Linked DNA regions of Zea mays: region 1 is linked to region 2. A link is a contact called in public Hi-C data. All regions are on one chromosome and are shown on one strand. Each heading gives the region's core, a stretch centred on a gene start, on an enhancer-like site or on the middle of the called end of the contact. The rest is flanking DNA. Distances are from core to core; before and after follow the strand shown. Region 1 holds the start of LOC100191889. Region 2 holds the start of LOC100383526 (Protein HESO1).

The links. A called contact is a pair of places that touch in the nucleus more often than the background predicts.
Region 1: a Hi-C map of ear shows a contact between it and region 2, with 4 times the contacts expected there. The contact joins the promoter of LOC100191889 here to the promoter of LOC100383526 in region 2. A contact is called at or near these places in 5 of 25 Hi-C or Micro-C datasets (bundle sheath, ear, leaf and 1 more).

What each region holds. Positions count from the first base shown.
Region 1 is chr3:185,244,239-185,250,641 of Zm-B73-REFERENCE-NAM-5.0, forward strand. LOC100191889 reads left to right here and starts at 3,941. Exons shown (of 1, transcript NM_001371770.1): 1 at 3,941-6,100. The coding sequence starts at 4,271. The coding sequence ends at 5,722.
Region 2 is chr3:185,051,271-185,057,216 of Zm-B73-REFERENCE-NAM-5.0, forward strand. LOC100383526 (Protein HESO1) reads right to left here and starts at 1,684. Exons shown (of 9, transcript NM_001176174.1): 1 at 1,562-1,684; 2 at 906-1,065; 3 at 22-183. The coding sequence starts at 1,056.

The DNA.
Region 1 (6,403 bases), core at 2,691-5,190, 200 kb after region 2:
ATCATAGCTCCCCGTGATGAGCCTCTTTCAACTGTTGTTGCCGCCTTTTTCCCCCGGCGATCGACAGTAGTAACAGCGTCGTCTCCCGGGTAACCACCATATGGCAGACGGTTCAACTCGAAGACACGGTTTAGATGAACATTGGAACCACGAATATCCCAACTCCGCAAAGCCTCCATCCTCGGCACATACCGCCCCACAATCCTCACTGCCCCATCCTCTACTTCACGCACAAACGCGGCTGGGTTCCGGCCGCGCAAATCCAAGGCAAAGGCAGGACTTCGCACCAACTGCCCGCCCAAAGTAGGCATCTAGCGAGGGCACACTTTGCCAAGCACCTAGCCGTGCGCCAAGGGCCACACTCCATAATCAATGAACTCCTCAACCAGATCACGCTCGCTACTCATGCGGGCAGCATACCGGAGCCCCCCTCGTCCTCATCATCCTCCACCACCTCAAACGGTGGGAATGCCACGTAACAGTGGGAGCACATGACGGCCGCAGGGAGCCCTGGGAGGTATTCGACTTCCCCTCCCGAGACATAAAACCAATAGTCCCACCAGTTGCCCCACTTATTCCGAGCGCAGGGGACTATTTCCATGACTTCCGCCGAGGTCTTTCCGGTTCTCGGTGTGAAGGTGCACGATCCGAATTATGCAATCTCATCTCCAATTTTCCTCTTTTGCCAGTGCAGACAATAGTTTTTGGCGAAGACCTCCACAGAAGGCTGATCGCCGTACGAAGTCACCGCCCAGACATACTTTGCCAAGGCAACCACGGCGTTTGGTGTCAGCTGGTGGACCTAGACGTCGAACCTCCGCAGGACCTCCGCCACGAAACGATGCGCCGGTAGGCGAAGGCCGGCAATAAAGAATGCCTCGAACACAACCAACTCGCCCTCAGGCTCAGGAATCTCCTCAGCACCCGGGACGCGCCCAACACCATCACCAAAGTACCCCAGCTGCTGCATCTCCTGCACGCTAACCGAGGAAATCCTCGAGGTGCCGAACTCCACTGTGTGATCCGGCTGCAATTCCATCACCACCAAATCGCTATGGGTATCCTCGGACCACAGATCGGTCGATGATGCGCTCGCAGCAGACGAGGAAGAAGACATTACTACGTACCGTCGACGGCGGCGCACGGTTTGCTTGACGCGGGCCAGATCTCCAAAGCAGAAGAACAAGGAGGGCAGGCGAGCGGGCGAGTGGTTTGAAAAAGTTAGGGTTTTCCAGCGCACGCACGGGAAAGAAACAGTCTCGGCCGCACCGCCTTTTATAGAAAGGGCACGACACGTCGGGAACCACGCAGTCCAACAGTGCCACGTCCATCAATGGTCACCTCAAAAAATCCTGCGGGACCACTTTGAGCGAGGGCAGCGTCTCCACCATCTAGCGACGTCTTCGACACCAAATGACTTAATCGAACTGGTCCCTCGGAGGGCAAATGTTGGGGCGAAGGCGAAGATGCTACCCTTCGCTCCATGCCTTCGTCGATTCGCTACACCATCGAAGACCGCGCCCTTACGAGCCGAGGGTGCCCCACTGGACGAAGACCTTCGTGGTCAGCCTTCGTCCTCTCCAACGCAAGACGATGGCAAGGCTCCGTCGAAGTCCGCCAATCCCACGTCCTCGTCGCGTCCGGAGGCCCATGTAGGATTCGGCCCACTGTTACGGGCCCCGCACGGATAAGCGTGTTATGGGCCACATCTGTAATAGCCTTTTCTGTAATGACGGTCTGTAACCTCCCCTTGTGGGAATATTCTGAGGATAGTCCGGGTACCCGAGGGCATAAACGTCCTTGCCAGGGGACGGTGGGCACTCGGGTGCCTATAAATACCCCTGTACAGTGTCCTCTCGTGGCCAGATTAACAAAGCTATTATCGCCCCACGTCAAATTTTGCAAACACTCTTTCCACTTTACCGTTGGATCAACTTGTCCACGAGAGCAAGTTCCAATAGAGCTAACGAACCAAATGCCTCGAACAACCGCCATCCAATACGGATTTGTCGTCCATGCTTTGCATCGAAAGGCCACCGACTATCTCTATCTCGTTCCCAACTGGCCTAGCTCTGACGACACAGTACACGCTCAGCTTCAAATGGAGCTACAATATAATGCTCGCTAAGGACCCGTCGGAAGCGCGCGACGACCTTGTAGCTCATCATTCCCGAGGAAGCACTTCAAGCCACTTGGTACAAAAATAGGTGCTCCTCCTCTTGGCGGAACATATGACGATTCAGTGTATATAAAGTAACGCCACATATTTATTATTTAATATAACTTTTGTACAAAAATAGGTAAACAAAATACATCATATGATGACAATGATCCTCCACAACCATAGTTGACTGGGAAATGACGACCTAGACTTCTCTGAACTCATCTTCACGGTGTTCCTCCTCTTGGCGGTACCTACTCTTGACTTGGCGTGATTATAGCAAGTGTGAGCTCCCATACGGTCATCACTCAGCAAGAGTGGGGGAAAGTGTGTATGAGCTCATTTATGGTTGGGGCTCAAGTGAGGCTTCCAAGAAAAACGGTCGAGGCTGAGCATAGCTTTTAACTTTGTTGGTCAAAATTTTATTAGCAATTACTAAGTATAAGTAATGCCAATCCAATTAAATAATAGATCATAAATGGTAATCCCACCATGTCATGCATGATAGGTTAAATTTAATTCCATCATTTAATCATATGAGTGTCTGAGCCGCTCTTGACCGTGGGCACGACTGATATACCAGTTTTACACTCTACAGAGGCTGCACATCTTTAACCACAAGTCGTGTTACCTATTTTTCATAGGGATCGCGACTTCCCATTGATCTCTACTGAGGAGACGAGGCAGAGTCCCACTACAAGGACTATCCAAAGTTCCACTACTATGGAAAAACCCGCTACGGATTCAGCAAAAGGAAGCATATGCCTTTTTCCACGAACTGTAAACCCATCGTAGTAATTACCGTCAACACCATGCTTGCGTGACTCACTCCCTGCTTTCCCCTTTCAGGTAAGGATCACTCATCATCAATCCAAAATTCCAAACTATAACGGACAAGTCAACCTTGTGTTCTCAATCATATCTTCCCATTCTTCCGTAAAATATACATTAGTCATAATAATCTTGTAATGTCATTAATTATTAGAACTAATTAACTAAACTAGGAGTAGATGTGTCTATTTGCATATGCAAAATATTCAACCGAAAGCTCGTTTTTGGTGCCTTCGTGCATATGCAAATATTCAACCGAAATCTCGCTGTGGCCATGTGCTCTAGCTTCGAGGGATTTACGCAGAGACCAGAAGGCATGGCGATAACGTTAACGTATGTGAACGCATCCATGCCCTAGCTAGCTATGGATCCACTCGCGAAGCAAGTGACGTCCACGCGCATTCGGGTTTGAACGAGAACGCATGGTAAAACCTCCGGATTCCCGCCGTTCTTGCAGACCGCAACCATGTCTAATGTGTGTTGGTGTTGCAGCATTTACATTTCAATAAAACAGGACCCAAATCCGTCTTTTTTTTTGGTCTCAGAATCAAGTTTCGGTCGCACACAGAGCATTGTTGTAGTGGTAGAAACGCTCAAATCCAATGGGTTAAGCAACTCTACTTTCTACGTAACCTCGGACAGTGTTAAAATAACACGGGCTCGCGAACCCCACACCCGACCGATCCCTCCCGGGAATAAACAAGACAAAGCCGGCGCTCCCCAATCAAACGCCCCGGCCCCAACCAACGCTGCGTCATCTGGTAAGCGCGCGCCTACCATTCGGACCAGGCATTCCCACGGGGCGACCGTGTCTTCTTCCTCGTGCTTGGCTAGTTACACGCACCATCGTCGTCGCCATCGCTACCCCTGCCTCCTTCCCCGTCTGTTTATATCTACTCCCTGCAGGGGCAGCAGCAATAAGTTCGCGGTCGCCTTTCTCTCCTCTCTGCCCCCATCGCAAAAGAGCTAGAAGCCAGAACAGCACAGCACCACGAGCGCCGATATATAAAGAGGCTCCGTCACCCGTACCGAATTACCAACCCAACCAGACCTGTACGGGGCTCAAAACCGCGTGGAGGATCGTGGGGTACCAGCGAACAGCACCAGCGAGGCCTCGGCCGACAGCGCTGGAGCTCCCTCTACCTAGCTGCCCAGCGGAATCTCTTCTTCATGTCCGGTGGTATAACAAGCCATTGAGGAGAGCCGGCGGAGCTTCGATCAGGCAGGGCGGAGCGAGAAATTGAGCTGAGAGAGAGGGGGATTCATCATAGTTCACCCATGGTTGTGCTTATGCAGAAGCCGTGGCTGCCCGTCGACCTGCGGCTGCCGGCGGGGCCGCAGGCGTCGCTGGGGATCCTGGCGTTCGAGGCGGCGGCGGCCATGTCCAAGCTGCTGTCGCTGCACCGTTCATTGTCGGACCCGGAGGTCTCCCGGCTGCGGTCCGACGCCATGCGCTCGCCGGGCGTAGCGTACCTCAACTCCACCGACCAGGCGTTCCTCCTCAAGCTGGCCTGCGCCGAGCTGGTCGTGTCGCTGGACACCGCCGCCGCCGCCGTCGCGCGCCTCGGCCTGCGGTGCGGCCTCGACTTCGGCGGCGTGTACGCCTGCCTCAAGGCCGGCACCCCCGACGCGCGCCTGGACCCGCTCCTGGCCAAGGGGCTCAGGGTGAAGGCCAAGAAGATGGAGCGCCTCGTCGCCGCCACCGCCAAGCTCTGCTCCGAGATGGAGACGCTCGACGAGCTGGAATCCGCCGACCGGAAGTTGAACGTCCGGGGCTGGAGTCGACTCAGCGGCCCGATCCCGCAGCAGCCACAGGCGGCGGCCCAGCAGCAGCAGCAACAATTGACCGGGGATTCACCTGGCGCGGAGTCGCTCCGGCAAGAGCTCAAGACGCAGCAGCTCAAAGTGAAGCGCCTCAAGGACGAGTCCCTGTGGAACCAGAGCTACAAGAAGGCCGTAGGCCTCATGGCGCGCGCCGCCTGCGCGCTGTTCGTCCGCATCTGCTCCATCTTCGGCCCATTCGTCGCTGGCCTCCCGCCGCCGCTGCCGTCGGCCAGCACGGACAGCGTCCAGACCCGGCTGTCGAAGCTGCTGCACCCGCGGTCGGCGAAGGCGAAGGCGTCGTCCGGGCCGATCACGCGTCGGGACGGCCCGTCCCGCGTGCACCCGCCGATGAGCAACTCGTGCCCGATCATCGGGCGGCACCCGCCGGGCCAGAAACCCCCCACCAACTGGCGCAAGGTCCTGGACGCGCCGCCCAGCACCGTCGGCGGCGCGGGGCTGGACCAGCAGTACGCGAACGTGATCGCGTCCGCGGAGGAGCTGCTGCGCATGGAGGCCGAGGGCCGCCAGGAGGAGGCCTCCGCGGAGCGCGCCGAGATGTACGAGATGCTCCCGGCGAAGCTCCGCGCGGCGGTCCGGTCGAAGCTGCGGGAGTGGTGGCGCGACCCGGGCCCGCTGGACGAGGGCCTGGCGCGCGGGTGGAAGGACGCGGTGGACCGCATCATGGCGTGGCTGGGTCCGATGGCGCGCGACACGGTGCAGTGGCAGGCGGAGCGGAACATGGACCGGACGCGCCGGTTCGACGGCGCCCCGCGCGTGTACGCGCTGCAGACGCTGCGGTGGGCGGACAAGGACAAGGCCGAGGCGGCCATCGTCGAGGTGCTCGTCGCGCTGAGCTGCATCTGTTGGTACGAGGAGCGCCGGCGAGGCTCCGTCCGTCTCGGTTGAACCATTCAACGCATTCTTTCCCCTCGCTCGATCAGATCGGTCGTGGCGGGTGGCCGTTTCTTCCTCTTCTCTCCTGCGTTTGTCAAATATTTGATTTGAAGAGTTGATTTTTTGAGCCGGTAGTAGAAGAATTAGAAGTTAGAACGGGGTGGTGATGCGTTGAACGGGTTAGGAAGGAAGGAGACACAGCAGCAGCAGCAATACTTGAAACGAAATCGATGGTTGGTATGCGCGTTGGGGTGGCTGTCAGCGGCGTGACGCCGACACGTGGGGGCCTCGCTTCCCACTCTCCCGTCGGTCTCACGCCAGTGACAGAGTCCGGTGTACAACACAGCGTCACGAGGATTGTGTAATATATATACTACGATTGATTCTTTGAAATTCGTCCCGTCTGAGTAGAGTATGTAACCCGCTGTTGCTTTTTTCCTTTCTGCTGCCTCCCAACAATTGACAAAGTAATCCTAGCCTCAAAATCTGTATCAACAACGAACAGAATAATTGAACAAAGTTAGGTCTTGTTCGGTTATTTCTATTATACATGAATTGAATGTGATTGAAAAAAATTTAGAAGAATTTTAACTTACTTGTGATTTAAACCTACTCAATCCCACATAATTCATATAGATTGAGAGCTAACCGAACAAACCCTAAGTTGGACCAGGCTAGGTATCCGGCCGCCCA
Region 2 (5,946 bases), core at 434-2,933:
GAGCACTATAACAAAGATTACCTCGACTTAGTAAAGCTTTCCTAACATCTCTCAAGGCATTCTGCTTCTTTTTCTTGTTTATTGGGTGGTTTGAACCATTCCCAAACTGAACTGACAAATCTAAGTCACCTGATTTTGAGTAAAGATCTGATACAAAAGACCCAAACGGTTTGACAGCAGCACCTGTTAAAGGAAAAGTTTAAAATCCATTAAAGAGAGACATAAAAATATTATAATTATTAAATGTATTAACTTTTCCTGTGTCATCAAGATACCCCAAATACCGATGCATTTGTTAAGAATAGTACAAAGCGGGGGGAAAGAAGCTTCTCAGCTTATTAATGTTTGCAGCTCCATTCTAGTAATACAGACACTTTTAATTTCACCATCTAGCCCAGTACTGGGTAAGGATAAGGATGGTATTGCACTATAGCATGAAACGAACTGTTGCGTACTGCCATAGGCAACTCGTATAATGCCATTGACAACAGAGGCTCCAGCAGTGAGGTTATCATTGTTTGTCACATTTCGTGCAAATAAACCTACCCTTTCAGAAATATGAATTTCACAAGCTTACCAATCCTCATGTAGTCACATTTCCATATTATATTGTTCAAACAGTTCAGGTCGAATTTAATCTCTTCATGAACACAACGGAGATTGAGATTTAACTTCCACGTGTATATTCTACTATAAATAACTATTCCTTTCAGTAATCTACCACAAAATCCACAATACAATGGTCACATGCAGGGAAAAACATCTTCAGTACCACAGCCAATGTATGATCATGCTTAAGTGTCAAAAGTGACATAATTGCACCTTAACTAACATCAGGGGTCACAGGTGGAAATTGAAATACAGTTAAGAAGGTCTCAATTGAATCAGAATCAGATAAAAGTTACCTGACAGAGATGCAAGAGAATGGATACAATTTTCCAGCTCCTGAATTGTGGATAACCGCTTGCTTCTATCATCCTCTACTGGTTTGATTAGTGCAAGGATGTCCTTGATACACTTGTTCAGCACAATATTGTCATGAACAGAATCAACCATGATGAAATCCTGCATCCATCAAGTAGCATTCATTCAAATAAGAATAAGGAGCGGAAATTGATGTTGCATGGACACTGCTGAAGAGAAGGGTATTGGGGCTTGGGAGACAAAAACCAAATTGCAGTGCGTGAAAACTAAGGGTGCGTTCGTTTGTGCCGGATTTGGCCAAGAATCATTCCAGCTCATCGACTCTTATATAAATTAGACAAACAATCCAGCTAAGAATTATTCCGGGTGCTCAATCCACTGGAACCGAACAGGCCCTAAATGTCTAAAGAAGCATTGCGTCACTGAATACGGATGGTTCCATATGTCCTCGCAGGGCGGACCCACCAATATAGCCGATAATTTTTGCCACAAAACAAAGTTTGTAGAGATAATACATGCATACAGTTACACTTATTAGATCAGACCCGAATGCAGAAAGCCAAATAGCTCAAAATTAGGGTTTGGGTGATCCGTTTTACACAGGAGGAAGGCAAGAGAGGGGTGCGGGCGGGCATACCTGGTGTGGTGGGTGCTCGTCGCTGGCAAAGGGTCGGACGAAGACCTGGGCACCTGGAGTACGGCGGCGGCGGCGGCGGCGGCCAAGGGCCTGTACTGTTCAGTCGCCTGACCCCGTTGATGCAGATAACGGCGGAAACGTGACTCGAGACTCGAGTCGAGGTCTAGTATTGATCTCGGCCTCTCGGGCCAGGCGAAGTTGGAACGGGTAAACAGCAAAACTGGTATTTATAATGATGTGCGGGTGCATGAGCACATGAACTAGGCGGGTACGGCTCTTTTGCTTCTAACTACTTCCATTATTATATTCGTTATTATAGCATCTTCAAGAATTTTCAAAACCCACTTTAATCTTGACTTTTTGGTTAATTAAAAAAACTTTCCTCAACAACTATTTATCTTAAGTAGGGTGATTTGACTGAGTAATTTAAAAATAGCTTAGGAGATATTTAAAACGGTGGAAGAAAAATTAATAAACATGCTACTTATTTTTAACAGCTTGCAAATTCATTAATTATCTATTATATTTTATAGAAATTATTGGACATATGTCTCTCCGGTGTGTCCCCATGCGGCACCGACACCAAACGGATGAAGTTCTTTTGGCCTAGCCGATAAAGAGCGAGAGTCATCTACTACAAAGATAAACCTGCTATTCATATGTTTCTCCTTCATCTATGGCTGAACATAGTAGAGCTGAAGTGATATAAACTAAATTCTAATATCGTCTTCAATTTCACATCATGTGTCCTTCCATGTGGTGATATTGGGATTTCAAAAGAAAATAGATGATTTATTCTCATTTTTGGCATAACATTTCCCTCTTTCAGAAACTCGCACGACGTGCTATTGGCTAAGCAGTAGAGCATGTCTTTAATAATTATGTCGGTGTGTCTAGGCTGTAAGAATTTCCAGGAACATGGATAGTTCAATATGCTCATTAGTGACTAGCATAAAGATGATTGTTTTCAAAATAAAACCTATTAATTGATGTTGGGCTAAACCTTAGTAAGCATGAATGGTGTATCAAAAGCATCCCCCTCAACCTCCTTCCACGCATTTTAGCCATCACACTAGTCTTCTCATCCTCGAACCACACTGGCATACTCTATAATCAATGAAGACAACTCTTGGTCGTCCATTCCTTAATGCCCTCAAACTAGACCTTAACATGTTAAAGGGGAGAAGATCACACAACTTTCACATGAATTTGAATAAGTATATTGTCACATAACATGATTGAGTATAATAGGATTAGTGATAATATTATAACACATATGTTAGTGCTCCAACAACAAAATTGGACAACAGACAAATCTTATATGTAGTCGCATGAATATAGTATAATAGCTTTGTTGTTGGGATAAGTGCACTCTAGTCCTAGGTTTTAAACTTATCAAGATTCCCACTTTTGCCCAATGAGTCTCAAAGTGAATATTCATGTCCTTAACTTTTAAGAGCCTTGGTCTATGTGAGAAGTCAATGATTGGATATATGAGTTTGAGTATGTTCCATGTCAGATCCGCAGTTTGCATGCTAAAATAATTGTCCTTGAGACTTCTTTAGAATATAAGGGAAGAGACATAGATGTGTTCACCAAATTTATTCATAGAGCCAAAGATACTCACCTCCAAGACTTCCATAGATTTATTAGAATTATTATTGAAGCTCTACCAAACAAGTATGCCTATATGTGCAAATTTCTCTTGCTCCAAGATGACACTAATTTACTTATTTTGGTAAAAAAAATATATGTTATCCATTTTATGATTTTTATAATAAATTTAGTGTTGGGACCCCTTTTAATTTTGTCCATCTATATATATAACTTTTGTGAGGATTACCACCACTATATTTGTTATAAAAAATACTTTCATAATATATAAATTATTTATTTAAGATATTACATTATGCATATATATTGATATCAAAGTTGGAATGTAACTTAAAATAATATGTTGAGGAAGTATTATATTGAATCAGTGCGCTACAGTTTGAATTTTGAATGATAGGTTCCATAAGAGCAACTCCAACGGTTTCCAATATTCAATCCCTAAACTATATTATAAGGAAAAAGGAAAAATAAAGCTCCAACTGATCCCTATGCCATCTCCCAATCGGGTCACACGTTCACACGCTAGAACTGAGCTTCGTGTTGCGAATATTTGAGATGGCGTCTTCGCTCCCAATCACCAAAATTTGCTTTTTCCCACGCCATCCTCCTGCCTTCGCGCCTCCATCGGGACGGTTTGGCGTGCGTGGTGTGGTGGTGAACAAGCGACCAAAGGCTTCCATCGGGTGCCGCTACACGCTTCTCTACTGCGACATCCATGAATACTAGAAGCGTCGTGTCTCTAACGAAGGGAACGAGGTCGCCGACGAGAAATCAATCCGCGGCGAACGAAGGTGTTGAGATATGTGAATCAAGTTCTTCCGTGCCAACTAGAGTTCTTGACTGCATCTTCCATGTACTTGTCGTACCGCCGTGTGTGGCTAAATCGCGAGGGATGTTTCCATGTTGAATTATTTCATAGAAGTTCTTTTCAATGGAACCAGGATATTATAGCTCATTGTTGAGTGACGAAAATAATGACTTTTTGTTGGAAGACATCAATAATTGTACTGAGCAACAACCATCACCACATTGTATAATTACTTTCATACCAATTGTATAATTACTTTCATACCAATAAGACCTTTGAATCAGCTCGGATCAGAGCTCAATATCACATCGATGGGGATCTATTCTGGAGAATGTAAACAAGTTTTGTGGCTGCATATCTGATATTGGAGGCAGAAGGCAAAGTGGTGTTACCTTGCAAAACAAGGTAATACTTCTTAATTTTCATATCACTTATTTGATTCTTAGAGTTGTTTAAAGTAGCAATGACCAAGTTAATCTTGTGTCACATGTATAGATTGTTCAAGCGTGACTTTGTTTAAGGTTAGAGACAAAGACAACAAATCATTCCAATTTATGCATTGCTGGAACTTATTGCCTAATCAACCGAAGAGGAATGAGAAGCGCAAGCAATTGGATGATATGAAAAAATTATGAAATAAAAAACAAAAGGCTACATTTTAATCAAGTCCTGGTTCAACCATTCATGTTTTTGATGAAACTACTAGTTGTACTGTAGTTGCGAATACTTCAGTAGAGGTTGAAGCTTCTAAGAAACCAAATGGAATAGAAAATCTAAAGAAGCATTGCGGAGAGGTGGAGATTCTTACATGGAGGCTTCAAGGCATTTTTGGGAAAAGAAGGAGGTTGATGGAGAGAAAGAAAAGAAAAAGGAGGAAAGATTCAATCTGTCATATGAACTAGAGAAAGAGAGGCTTCAGGTTGACCATATTAGGGCTGCTGCAGAACAATTAAGGGGCACAAATGAGGCAAAAAAATATAGAGGTAAAGGAAAACGAGGTACAAATGAAAAGAATGTTAGAGGAAGAGAAGGTTATGACAATAGACATCAGTTCAATGTCTGAACATCTTCAGCAGTTCTACAACAGTTTACAAAATGATATTATTGTTCGATGTGTTGCTAAAGGAACCATCAACTTGCATTAGGTGAGTACTTGGAGTTTTCAACTTGCTGTATTATTTCCTTAGGTACTGATGCCCAGCTCCTTTTATTTATATGGTCATTTGCACACCTACAGATGCAAGCTTCAACAACGAGGAGATGACAAGCTACATCATGTTTTATTGAACCAGTGGATCCTTGTTTCAGTTGATAAGTGAGACACCATATCTTTGTTTTAGTTTTCCAGAGAACCATATACAATTGTATCAGTTATATATGTGATGAATACTGAACCGCCAGTTTTTTATTTGTTTAGAGAACCATATGCATCATGTTTTAGCACAAAATCGGTTGTTTCAATTGATAAGTGAACCACAGGACGATTGCTTCGGTTTATAAGTGAGCCACCATTTTTAGTCACAAAGTTCTTGTCAGTGTTAATATCTAGTGTTGATATCTGAATATAGTATGGTGCTCTTGTCATCCTTGTATCGATTGTGTTCGGTGAACAGGCTGCACATGGTGAAACCAAGCAGACATGTGAATTAAGTTCAGAAATTTCAGGGTGGTCTACATTGTCAGTACAACCAGTACAAAAAAGTGATTCCTTCGCTAAAACACTGAAAGTGAGCAAGCACTGCTATACAACCAATTGTGTTCCCTGCTCCAGCTTGCATATATGAGGGCTAGGACGTCTACCAGGAAGTGTAGTTTTTGATGAAGCTACAACACAGGAAGTGTGCCTCTTTTGCCTGTGTTTGTGCGAGGTGGAGTAAGGTGTGTTCTGAATACTGAAGCTAGCAGTATGTTATAAAAGCTACCAGTTCAAACTAGCAATTTATACATGTATGTTTTAAATAAC